Linked DNA regions of Sus scrofa: all the other regions are linked to region 1. A link is a contact called in public HiChIP or PLAC-seq data. All regions are on one chromosome and are shown on one strand. Each heading gives the region's core, a stretch centred on a gene start, on an enhancer-like site or on the middle of the called end of the contact. The rest is flanking DNA. Distances are from core to core; before and after follow the strand shown.

The links. HiChIP or PLAC-seq counts read pairs in DNA pulled down with a chosen protein or histone mark.
Region 2: an H3K27ac HiChIP or PLAC-seq map of alveolar macrophages shows a contact between it and region 1. The contact joins two enhancer-like sites. A contact is called at or near these places in 1 of 5 promoter capture datasets (liver) and 1 of 2 datasets of contacts at active chromatin or transcription factors (alveolar macrophages).
Region 3: a contact with region 1 is called in an H3K27ac HiChIP or PLAC-seq map of alveolar macrophages. The contact joins two enhancer-like sites. A contact is called at or near these places in 1 of 5 promoter capture datasets (liver) and 1 of 2 datasets of contacts at active chromatin or transcription factors (alveolar macrophages).

Annotation. Positions count from the first base shown.
Region 1 is chr5:79,566,164-79,569,485 of Sscrofa11.1, reverse strand. The region is part of intron 2 of C5H12orf45 (chromosome 12 open reading frame 45 ortholog); the gene reads left to right. Among named protein-coding and RNA genes, the nearest start is that of C5H12orf45, 8.2 kb to the left of the region's middle. Within about 2 kb of position 1,540, at least 6 of the 83 cell types and tissues checked have an H3K27ac peak or open chromatin away from gene starts, as enhancers often do. A contact at or near this core is called in alveolar macrophages, where this site is marked.
Region 2 is chr5:79,998,198-80,001,472 of Sscrofa11.1, reverse strand. The region is part of intron 1 of CHST11 (carbohydrate sulfotransferase 11); the gene reads left to right. Among named protein-coding and RNA genes, the nearest start is that of CHST11, 69 kb to the left of the region's middle. Within about 2 kb of position 1,767, at least 3 of the 83 cell types and tissues checked have an H3K27ac peak or open chromatin away from gene starts, as enhancers often do. A contact at or near this core is called in alveolar macrophages, where this site is marked.
Region 3 is chr5:80,018,933-80,022,505 of Sscrofa11.1, reverse strand. All of the region lies in intron 1 of CHST11 (carbohydrate sulfotransferase 11), which reads left to right. Among named protein-coding and RNA genes, the nearest start is that of CHST11, 48 kb to the left of the region's middle. Within about 2 kb of position 1,660, at least 10 of the 83 cell types and tissues checked have an H3K27ac peak or open chromatin away from gene starts, as enhancers often do. A contact at or near this core is called in alveolar macrophages, where this site is marked.

The DNA.
Region 1 (3,322 bases), core at 291-2,790:
AGTGACTAAGATATTGAACATCTTTTCATGTTTATTCACCATTTATGTCTTTGTTGTGTGTTCATATCTTTAGCCCATTTTAAAAAACAAGGTGTTTATATTATTGATAAACACCATTTCTTAGAGTGCAGACCTGCTGCTGATGAATTTACTAGCTTTTGTATCTCCAAGAAAGTATTTTGCTTTTGATTTCAAAAGGTGTCATTAATGGATGCAGAATTCTAGGTTGACAGGTTTTTTTTATCTTTAGGTTTTTTGTGTTTTTTTTTGTTTTTTTGTTTGTCTTTTTGCCTTTGCTAGGGCTGCTCCTGCGGCATATGGAGGTTCCCAGGCTAGGGGTCTAATCGGAGCTACAGCCACTAGCCTACCCCATAGCCACAGCAACGTCAGATCCAAGCTGCGTCTGAGACCTACGCCACAGCTCATGGCAACGACGGATCCTTAACCCACTGAGCGAGGCTGGGGATCGAACTCACAACCTCATGGTTTTTAGTCGGATTCGTTTCCGCTGTGCCACAGCGGGAGCCCCATCTTTCAATATTTTTGAGATGTTGCTCTACTGTCTTTTGGACTTGTATGGTTTTTGATGCTATCATTCTCATCTTTGTCTTGTGTAGATTTCTTTTTTTCTCTGGCTGTTTGTACAGTGTTCTTCTTTTTCCCTGATTTTTTACCAATTTGATGGTGATGTGCCTTGTAGTTTTCTTTGTGATTCTTGAGTTTGGGTTTGTTGAACTTGGATCTGTGAATTTATAATTTTTTTTTTCAAATTTGGGAAATTTGGGGTCATTTTTGTAGGTTTTTTTTTTACGTCCCCCTTCTCTCTCACTAAGGGACTCCAGTTACACATAATTTTGCTACTTGAAATTGTCTCACAGCTCACTGATGCTTGGTTTTGTTTTGTAGGGGCTTTGTGGTTGTTGTTTTCACTCTTATTTTTGTGTGTATGTGTGTGTGTGTTTCATTTTGAGTAGTTTCTGTTGTTATGTCCTCAAGTTCACTAATCTTTTCTATTGTCTAATCTGCTGCTTACACCCATCCAGTTTATTTTTCAGGTCAAGTATTGTAGTTTTTATCTCTGGAATTCCACTTTCTGTCTTTTTTTATATCTTTCATTTATTTCCTCATTGTGAGAAATGAGAAGAATTTTCTTATTTTTCTCTGCTTTCTTGAATATGTATATATAATATATTTTTATTTTAACATAAATATGTTTTAACATTCTTATTGCTGATTCTGTAATCTCTGTCATTTCTGGATCTATTTCTATTGACTTTTTCTTTTTATGGATTATATTCCCCTGCTTATTTGCATGCTTGGTAATTTGGATGCTGGACATTTCAAATTTATCTTGTAAGCTAGATTATGTTTTCTTCTGTTTAAAAGAACTATAACTGGCCTAGTTTCAGAGTTTAGCATGTACTCTTCTAGAAACGTTTGGCTTTTCAGAGTTATGGTTCATGCCACTTGTAGGTGCATGTTTTGTTCCACATGATTCATTTTTTAAAAACAAAAGCAGAACAAAATCTGGCCTGATCATCCTCTTGTGGTAAAGATTTATGTCATTGGAGTTCCCTTGTGCACAGCGGGTTAAGGATCCAGCATAGTCACTGGGGTGGCCCAGGTCGCTGCTGTGGTATGGGTTCAATCCTTGGCCCAGGAACTTCCACATGCTGCAGGTGTGCCACCCCCCACCCCTATACCTTTATTTTTATAGGTCACTTATCTTACTGTGTGTTTAAAGAGGTGTGAGAGCTAATTTTTATTCAGTATTTAGTATGTGCCAGGCATTGTATGGGGCTTTGTGTGTGTGTAACCTCACTGAATCCTTCCAGCAGTCCTATTTTACGATTAAAGGCCATTTCTTGACCTTCACCACCGTTTTCTTCTTTTCCTCCTTACTCTGGATATTTTAGTCAGCTCTTGTGTGACTACACTGGTGACCTAACAAATCTGAGAGCCCGTTATGTGCATGGTTATGTGCTGGGCCGCTTTTTAAATTTTTTTTCTTTTGACGTTTTAGGGCTGCACCTATGGCACATGGAGGTTCCCAGGCCAGGGGTCTAATTGGAGCTGTAACCACCAGCCTATGCCACAGCCACAGTAGCCCAGGATCCAAGCCGCATCTGTGACCTACACCACAGCTCACAGCAATGCCAGATCCTTAACTCACTGAGCGAGGCCAGGGATCAAACCCGAAACCTCATGGTTCCTAGTCGGATACGTTTCCGCTGCACCACGATGGGAATTCCTGGGCCTCTTTTGAGAGCTAAAGATATGAGATATCCCTTGTGTATTGACTCCCCTGTACTTAGCACAGTGTTACACTGATGAGTAAAGTGGGGTTTTGAATGAGTAAATGTGTTAGTTAGGACTCCTGTGGTTGCAGATGACTAAAACAACCAGCTCAGGTTGCCTTCAGCCAAAAAAAGAAATAACGTTGACTCATTTTGTTGGGGAAAAAACAGCCCAGTGATTTCAGCTACACCTGCACCCAGGTGCTTGGTATCATCAGACAGATGCTTTGTATCTGAGTTGCTCTGTATCTTAGTTCTGCTTTCCTAGGTGTTGGCTTCATCTAGAACAAGCTCTCCCCAGCAGGTGGCAAGTGGACCAGTTTAGGAGCAGCTCCAGGCTTACATTCAGCAGCTCACGGATACTTTTCCTCTGAAAGAAGGGTATCTTTCTCAACAGGTCAAACCGAAGTCCCAGAGTGATCTCTTTTGGGCCTGACAGATCAGTGTCACTGAACCAGATCGCAGTGACCAAGAGTGTGGAACATGTCAGCAAGAATGGGGGTAGGGACAAGAGTGCGGAAGACTCTTGACAGAGTTTAAAAGGAAAGTGAGGGTTTTGTTTTCAGAAGAAAAGGGAACAGATGTTGGGCAGGTAAAAACAACCACTGCTTTATTAACATGCCCAAGGCAACTCAGATGGTAAGAGGTGGAACTGGGGTTCCATTAATAACCTCATCAGTCTGACCCCAAAACCTCAGCTTCCTGCATTTAACTATTAAATCCTATTGTCTACTACTTAAGCAGTGACTATTTGTTGAAAGCCAGCCTTGTAGACATTTCCAGTTCTGAGGATATATGAAAAACACAAAACAATGAGAAATAACTGCTGAATTGTATAGTCCTTCTGCTTTAAGAATTTAGAAGAGGGAGTTCCCGTCGTGGCGCAGTGGTTAACGAATCCAACTAGGAGCCATGAGGTTGTGGGTTCGATCCCTGGCCTTGCTCAGTGGGTTGAGGTTCCAGCGTTGCCGTGAGCTGTGGTGTAGGTTACAGATGCGGCTTGGATCCCGCTTTGCTGTGGCTCT
Region 2 (3,275 bases), core at 518-3,017, 430 kb before region 1:
CACAGCCATGTGGGATCTGAGCCACATCTTCCGCCGACACCCCAGCTCATGGCAACGCTGTGACCTAGGCTGCAGCTGGTGGCAACACCAGATCCCTAACCCATGGAGTGAGGTCAGGGAACAAACCCACATCCTCGTAGATGCTAGGTTGGGTTCTTAACCCGCTGAGCCACAATGGGAATTCCAAAGGATTTTTTTAAGATGCTCGATTGCATAGCAAAATTTCAGTGCAAATGGTGAGGCAAGTAAACCTCCTTTCCCTCTCTCTTCATCTGATAACGCAGGGAGGAACTGCTTTTACCAACCGCTCTGTTCACTGGGCTGCTATAAGTTCCCTGGGGACCGTGCAGCAAGGGGTGGGGTGGGGTGGGGGTGGGGGTGGGGGCTGGGTCCCCAGGGGCTTTTTTTCCCCTGCCACTTCTTGGATATGGAAACCGAGATCTGGAAAAATTTCTGCGACTTTGTCAGGTCATAAGAAAAGTCAATGAGTGAACCAGACTCTATGTTGCTTTTCCTTTGGTGTCTAGATAGACAGAATTTTAAAATCACTCCTCACTCTCAGTACTATTGGGGCTTTGTAGTTGTTCTTGGCTTTGAAAACTGGTAAGAGAAGAATGACGACTTGGCTGTTTTTTGAGTCAATGCACTTGACAGCCTTTCCTTGTGCTGCTGTGTCCTCAGGACTGACTTTGCAATTCCTTCTGAATTGTGCTGCACTGTAGGATCCACCAAGGGGAACCTGGCCTTTTGGAGGGGGGGAGAGAAGATTAAAGAAGCCTAGAAATGCAACAAGCCTGTCACCGGGCTTAGAGGACCTCTGTCTTGGACTGAAATAGCTGTGTCTGCAGCCCTTGAGAATCTTTCCCATTTCATTGTAGTGCTCAGATCCACACTGTGGAGGAAATAAGATGTAAATGGAGAGATGACAAAGTCTCCACCTGAGCTTCCCTGAGTCTGGGGAAGGAGATGAAGGGCAAGTTCATTCCCCAGAGTCTGGAATGGCCAAGGGTAGCCAAGGAGGTGTGCCTACTCACCCTTGGCCGCAGAGATTGTTAAGTCTGGCCTAAAATATTGGGAGTTGGTCACATTCCTTCCGTGATTTGGGTAGGCTGGTTGTGTGGCAGGCAGGTGTCATATACGTACATACATACACACACACACACACACACACACACACACACACATACACATATATATATATATATTTGTTAAGATATAGTTGATTCCACAGTGTTGTGTTAGTTTCGGGTGTACAGCAAAGTGACTCGGGATATATATAGTCTTCTCTTCTTTCCTGTTATAGGTCGTTATAAGATACTGAATATAGTTCCCTCTACAGGGACATGTCCTATTCTAATCCCTGGAATCTGGTTGGCTTGTTCAATAAGATCCTGCCATTTGCCTAACAAGAGTCTTGTTTCTCTGGACCCCGGTGTCCCCTTTGGTAAAATGAAGACAACCATAGTAGCTACTTTATGAAGCTGCATATGGATTAAACCAGACAGTGCATGTAAAGTCTATATAGCATTATATGTAGCACAGAGTTTTTATTCATTCAGCTCTTTTGAGAGCCTCAAAATAACAGTTGCTTCAAAAAGACGAAAGTTTATTTCTCTCTGACGTAAGGCCAGGGTAGAGGGCCCAGGAGGGTTATGGAAGTTGCAGAATGACTCAGCTTCCTTTACCTTGTTGCCCTTAATATGTGCCTTCTATTTCAAGGTCCAAGATGGCTGCTTTAGTTCCTGCCATCACTTCTGTATTCCAGCCAAGAAGGGGAAAAGGGAAGTGGAGGGTGTGGCCTGAAAGTTACCTACTGTCTTACTCCACTGGCTACAGCTTAGTCATATTATTCAAAAGTGAATTAGGGAAATTTTAGTCTTTAGCTGGGTACTTAACTAAAAACTCTGTTACTATGTAAAAAAGAGAGATTGAGTATTAGGGATCAGTTGGCGATTTCTGTTCAAGAGTGTTCAATAAATGTAGTTTTTACCACCACCGCCACCACCACCGTCATTACCGCAGTTGTCACAATCATTAGCATTTCTGCTCTTAACCTACAAGATCATCCTCCATGAACTCACTTCCTGATTTGCTCCTTCCCTTCCACTTAAGACCATCTAAGCTTGCACTTCTTTGTACTTCCATCGCAGCTTGTACTTTTTTCCATGGCACAATTTGTTCCATGTCCATGTTCTTCTGACACCTTATACCTAGAGGATGGCGCCACAACCACAGCCCTCCAATATCCCATGTGACAGAAAATGGATGCGAAAGCTGGTGAAGACACGGGCGCTTTAGGAATAGGGGAGACTCGATCATCAAGTCTTGATGCATTTGTCAGCTTAATTAAAATATTGCAGGAAGAGTTGATGAAAGGAAAAAAAGAGACTAACTGCCTTTAAATGTAGGTCAGGAATGTTTCCCTTTTCCACTGACTGGCTTGTGAGCCTGTCCTGAGGATGCCAAGAATCTCCATGGAGCTCTTCTCAAAGTTCTTAGTCTGGATATCTAGCCTCCTGACTCTCCTTTGGGGTTTCCACGGTATGATAGGCCCAACATCCTTGGCCCTGGAAGGATGTGGCAGTTGAGTTTCTTCTATTCCAGAGGCACTTGAAATAAAATGAAGGGATTTGTTCTATAGCCTCTTATTGATGATTTGAATGCTCTGCAAGAATCTTTCCTGGTGGAGATGGTTCATGGAGAAATCGCATAGATTTAGAATTTATTAAAGTGTTGAGGAAGCTAGATGCCACTTTCCTGCCATAAATCCCATGGAGGCTCTTTTCATGGAGCCCTAGCCAGCCTCCATGGTTTCCATTAGCCACATCTCACCTCCTTATCTGTCTTCTCCTTTCTCCTTTTAAAACTATGGTGTCAGAAAGTGACATTCTTCTAGGAAGAATTGTGCTAAGATTATAACCTTGCTTCTTTCTACCAAGTCACTTATCTTGAAAGATGAAGGACCATGGAGACGAGGGACTGGGAAATCCCCAGACAGAAGCATTGAAAGTCATTGTCCTTTTTTTTTTTCCCCCATCTCTCCCTCATCCTTTTCTCCTCTGAGTTGATGCTCCCTGAGAAATCGCTGGGCAATTTCTCTCCATTCTGTTCCTTCTGTTACGGTTCTAGTCAGACCTTCAGGATCCCCTGCCAGGACTGTTGCAGTCATGTTCTGGTTTCCCAGTTTCCTGCCTCTCCCCCATCCCGTGCATGTTCTCCCAGCGTGGATCTGGCCTGGGCATGTTTTTGGCAACAAATCGTCTCTTTTCTCCATT
Region 3 (3,573 bases), core at 411-2,910, 450 kb before region 1:
CTGACTCACCATTTTACCACCATCATCGTCACCTCCGGCACAACCAGAATCATTGTTACCACCTTTTGAACCCTGCCCAATCATCTCTTTGATGACTTTCCTAACCAGCTTCTCCCAAACAAATGATAGCCCTCTGCTATCTTGTATCTTACACGTGCTTCTGTTCTATCATGCTGTTTGACGTCCAGTGTTTGTTGATGGGTCTCCTGTTTGCCCCTCTCTAAGGGGGCAGAAAACATGTCTCTGTACCTTAGTATCTAGAAGAGAACCTTTTACATACCATGAGTTATATACCACGAGGAACTATTGGCATAGGAGTTTTAGGTCACCCTTGATAACCTTGTTCTAAGTCCAGAGACTATGAGAGAAGCCTCCAGGCTGCTATAGTTTCAGAGGCATGTGCTAAGAGTAGTATTCACAAGTGATGCAGGACACTGGATTCCATGGATAGGATGTTTTAGGAAGCTGCAGAGCAAGGAGGGGCACTTAGATGCTTATGAATGGACTCTTCATGACTGCCTGTATTATTTAAGGTAACTTTTAGCCTCTGTATCATAAATCCTCACATCTCAGTAAATAAACTCCAGAAAAGTTTCTCACTTATGCAGCAGTCTAGGAGCTGGCTGGGCAGCTCTCCTCCATCTGGTGTTTCAGGGACCCAGGCTCCTTCCATTTTGTTGATCTGCCATTTTCAACAGAAGGCTTCCAAGGTCACTCTGAAGGTCACCTCAGTGAGTTGCTGAGCCAGCCTTGGAATGGGCTCCCATCACTTCTGCTCCCATTCTGCTGGCCAGAGCTTGGTCTCCGTAGGGCGGGGAAATGCAGTAGCTCTATGTTCACTTTCTATTTAGCAAGACCTCCTGTGACAGTGTTTATTCAAGAGACATGCAGCATTCTTTTTTCTTGCTTTCTTTTTTTAGCACCTCTCTGATTTTCCACTGTTAAGCCAATTTTAACCAAATCCTACTTCCATTTCATGCAACATTGGGTTTCAGTCTGCGGCAGCCCTGTGACAAAATGGGCATCTTTGAACCAGGGAGGAGGGATTGGAGGATGTGAGCTGTTGTTTATGCTTTATGCTCATTGCTCCATGCCTTTCTCGGAACACAGTTAACTTTACCCTAACTGACTGTATGTATGGTATTGCTAGCTGGCAGCTTCAGTGCCCATCTTGCTTGGTTTAAAATCCTTTGAGATCAGCAAGGACCAAGTGTTCTTTCGGGAGCAGAATTTCATCTCCAGGGAGCTGGTGACTATTGAGTTTAGTGATGGCAGCAGAACGTTGCTTCCTCCTCCTCCTCGTTGCAGAAACATTGTTTGTACATCATGTCTTCCATAATCAATACAAGTGAGGCATTAAGGAGAGGATCTCTTGTTCGGCAGACAAAGCTTTCTCTTTGTTGGGATTGAGATGCTCAGCTAATTTCCTGGGAGTGTATTTATGAGAAGGCGGTTTGTGATTCTTGCAAGCGTACATGCGAGGTTCTTGAATTTTTTTTTTTTTTCCCCCACCCTGGAGACATCAACAACCCCATTGTATTCTTTGTAAAGTATCTTGGTAGCTTGTAATTTAAAGATTGCACCCATGAGAGTTCCTCATTTTATAGATTTGGGGAATTTGTACATACTTTAAAAGGAACTTGAAACATGACCTTTAAACATGAACTTTTAAAAACGAAACCTTAAGCAGGAACATCGCACTTGAAAGAGTAACCAACCTCTCGTGTTAGGTGTGAAACTGCCAAAGATCAAAGCATTATCAAAGATGAATTTTTTTAGACTTTGTATGTGGAATTTCACTGAGAATAAGTTGGATAAAATGCCAGAGAGCTCTGGGGCCAAACCCTTGGTTCAGTCAGTCTCTACCCATGTGGAGTTTACAGCTTAAATTCCCTCCCCCTCTGGAAAAGCACACTTCATTGCTTTTGTTTAGTAATAGAAACTTTCTCCTCTCCCCCACTGCTCCCCTCACCTGCCTTCAGAAAAGCAGGTGCTTACTTGATGTCATCACTTAGGAAATTCTGTTTACAGTTCCCATTTGTGGGGCTGGCCTGCAAAGCTTATTTGGCACTTGGGTATCAAGATGCCAATTTCTGCCTTCCTGCCTTTTCTCAAGGGCTGTGCTGGGTGGCATCATGAGATCTTGCTGGCGATCTTCTTGGTCCCTTTTTCACTGAGTTTGAGTCCACATCATGTTAGATTAAGTCAGTAGACCGTCCGTGGTATAGTTGGGCCATGCGTGGCCAATTTCATGGCTTTGTGTAGCTGGCTGAATGTGCAGCTACCTTGTCTCATTCATGAAATGGTTTTAAAATATGTCGGGGAGTTCCCGTCGTGGCTCAGTGATTAACGAATCCGACTAGGAACCATGAGGTTGCGAGTTCTATCCCTGGCCTCGATCAGTGGATTAAGGATCCGGCGTGTTGCCGTGAGCTGTGGTGTAGGTTGTAGATGCGGCTTGGATCCCGCATTGCTGTGGCTCTGGTGTAGGCTGGCGGCTACAGCTCCGATTCGACCCCTAGCCTGGGAACCTCCATATGCTGCAGGTGCGGCCCTAAAAAAAAACAACCAAAAAAACCCACTTTGGAACTGAGATGTTATGGTTGGCAAATTTACTAGTCAATGGAAGGGACTGAGGCTTGTCTAGAGTCTGACCTTACGGGAATTATTTATCTCCGCTGAGCCTCCATTTCTCCACTCAGAGACTGGGTCTGTTAATTTTTTTGCTTTCCTTGTTAAAGTTGTTGGGAGATTGTATCTAAGGTTCCCCAACTGTAATTAACATACACAGGACTCAGTAAGTGACAACTACTAGAAATTATTACCGTTATATAGAAAAATCACTATCAGTGAGAGACTTGAAAATAGCCATGGTAGAAATAAAATGAAATAGAATATCAAGGGCAGGGATTTTTCTGGTATCACTTCATTTTTAATGATCTATAGCATCCCTTGTGGAGGCAAATCCATAGCAGCTGGTACCTGTGGTACCCTTAGGGTGCCTATTATTTGCAGATTCAGTTCCACAAATGTTTCTTATTCAGCACCTAATAGTGTTTCAGTGCTATGCTTGAAACTGTTGGGTTAAAAAAGTGCTACAGCGTTCACGAGGTAAGAGGAGCGTTCTGCTTCTAACACCTTATGGCTGGGGTGACCCTATGCCCTAATTTGCCCTTGATCGTCCTAGTTTATTGCAGTTGTCCTAGCATAATTATTGATAGTGCTCCTTTGATTTCAAAAGTGTCGCATTTTGAGAAACCAGTTACACGGACACTCGTCTAGTCTGTCGTGGACACAGAGGGAGTTTCTTGAGAAGAGGATTATTGAGGCCCCAAACTGGAAAGAGCACAATGAAAGCTACTTGTCGGCGAATTGGATCCAGGATAACGGTAGGGCCAGACAGGAGGAGGCAGAGGACCACATTTTGGAGCCGGAACAAGCACCACCAGTGGGGATTGAAACTCGGCTGGAGACGCCACCTTGAATTCCAGAGTGTGAAGAGCCAGCTTTAGGTGCCCAGGCTCTTTCGTTTAGGTTTCATCCATCAGCAGGTCCTCAAGTTTTTTTTTCTTT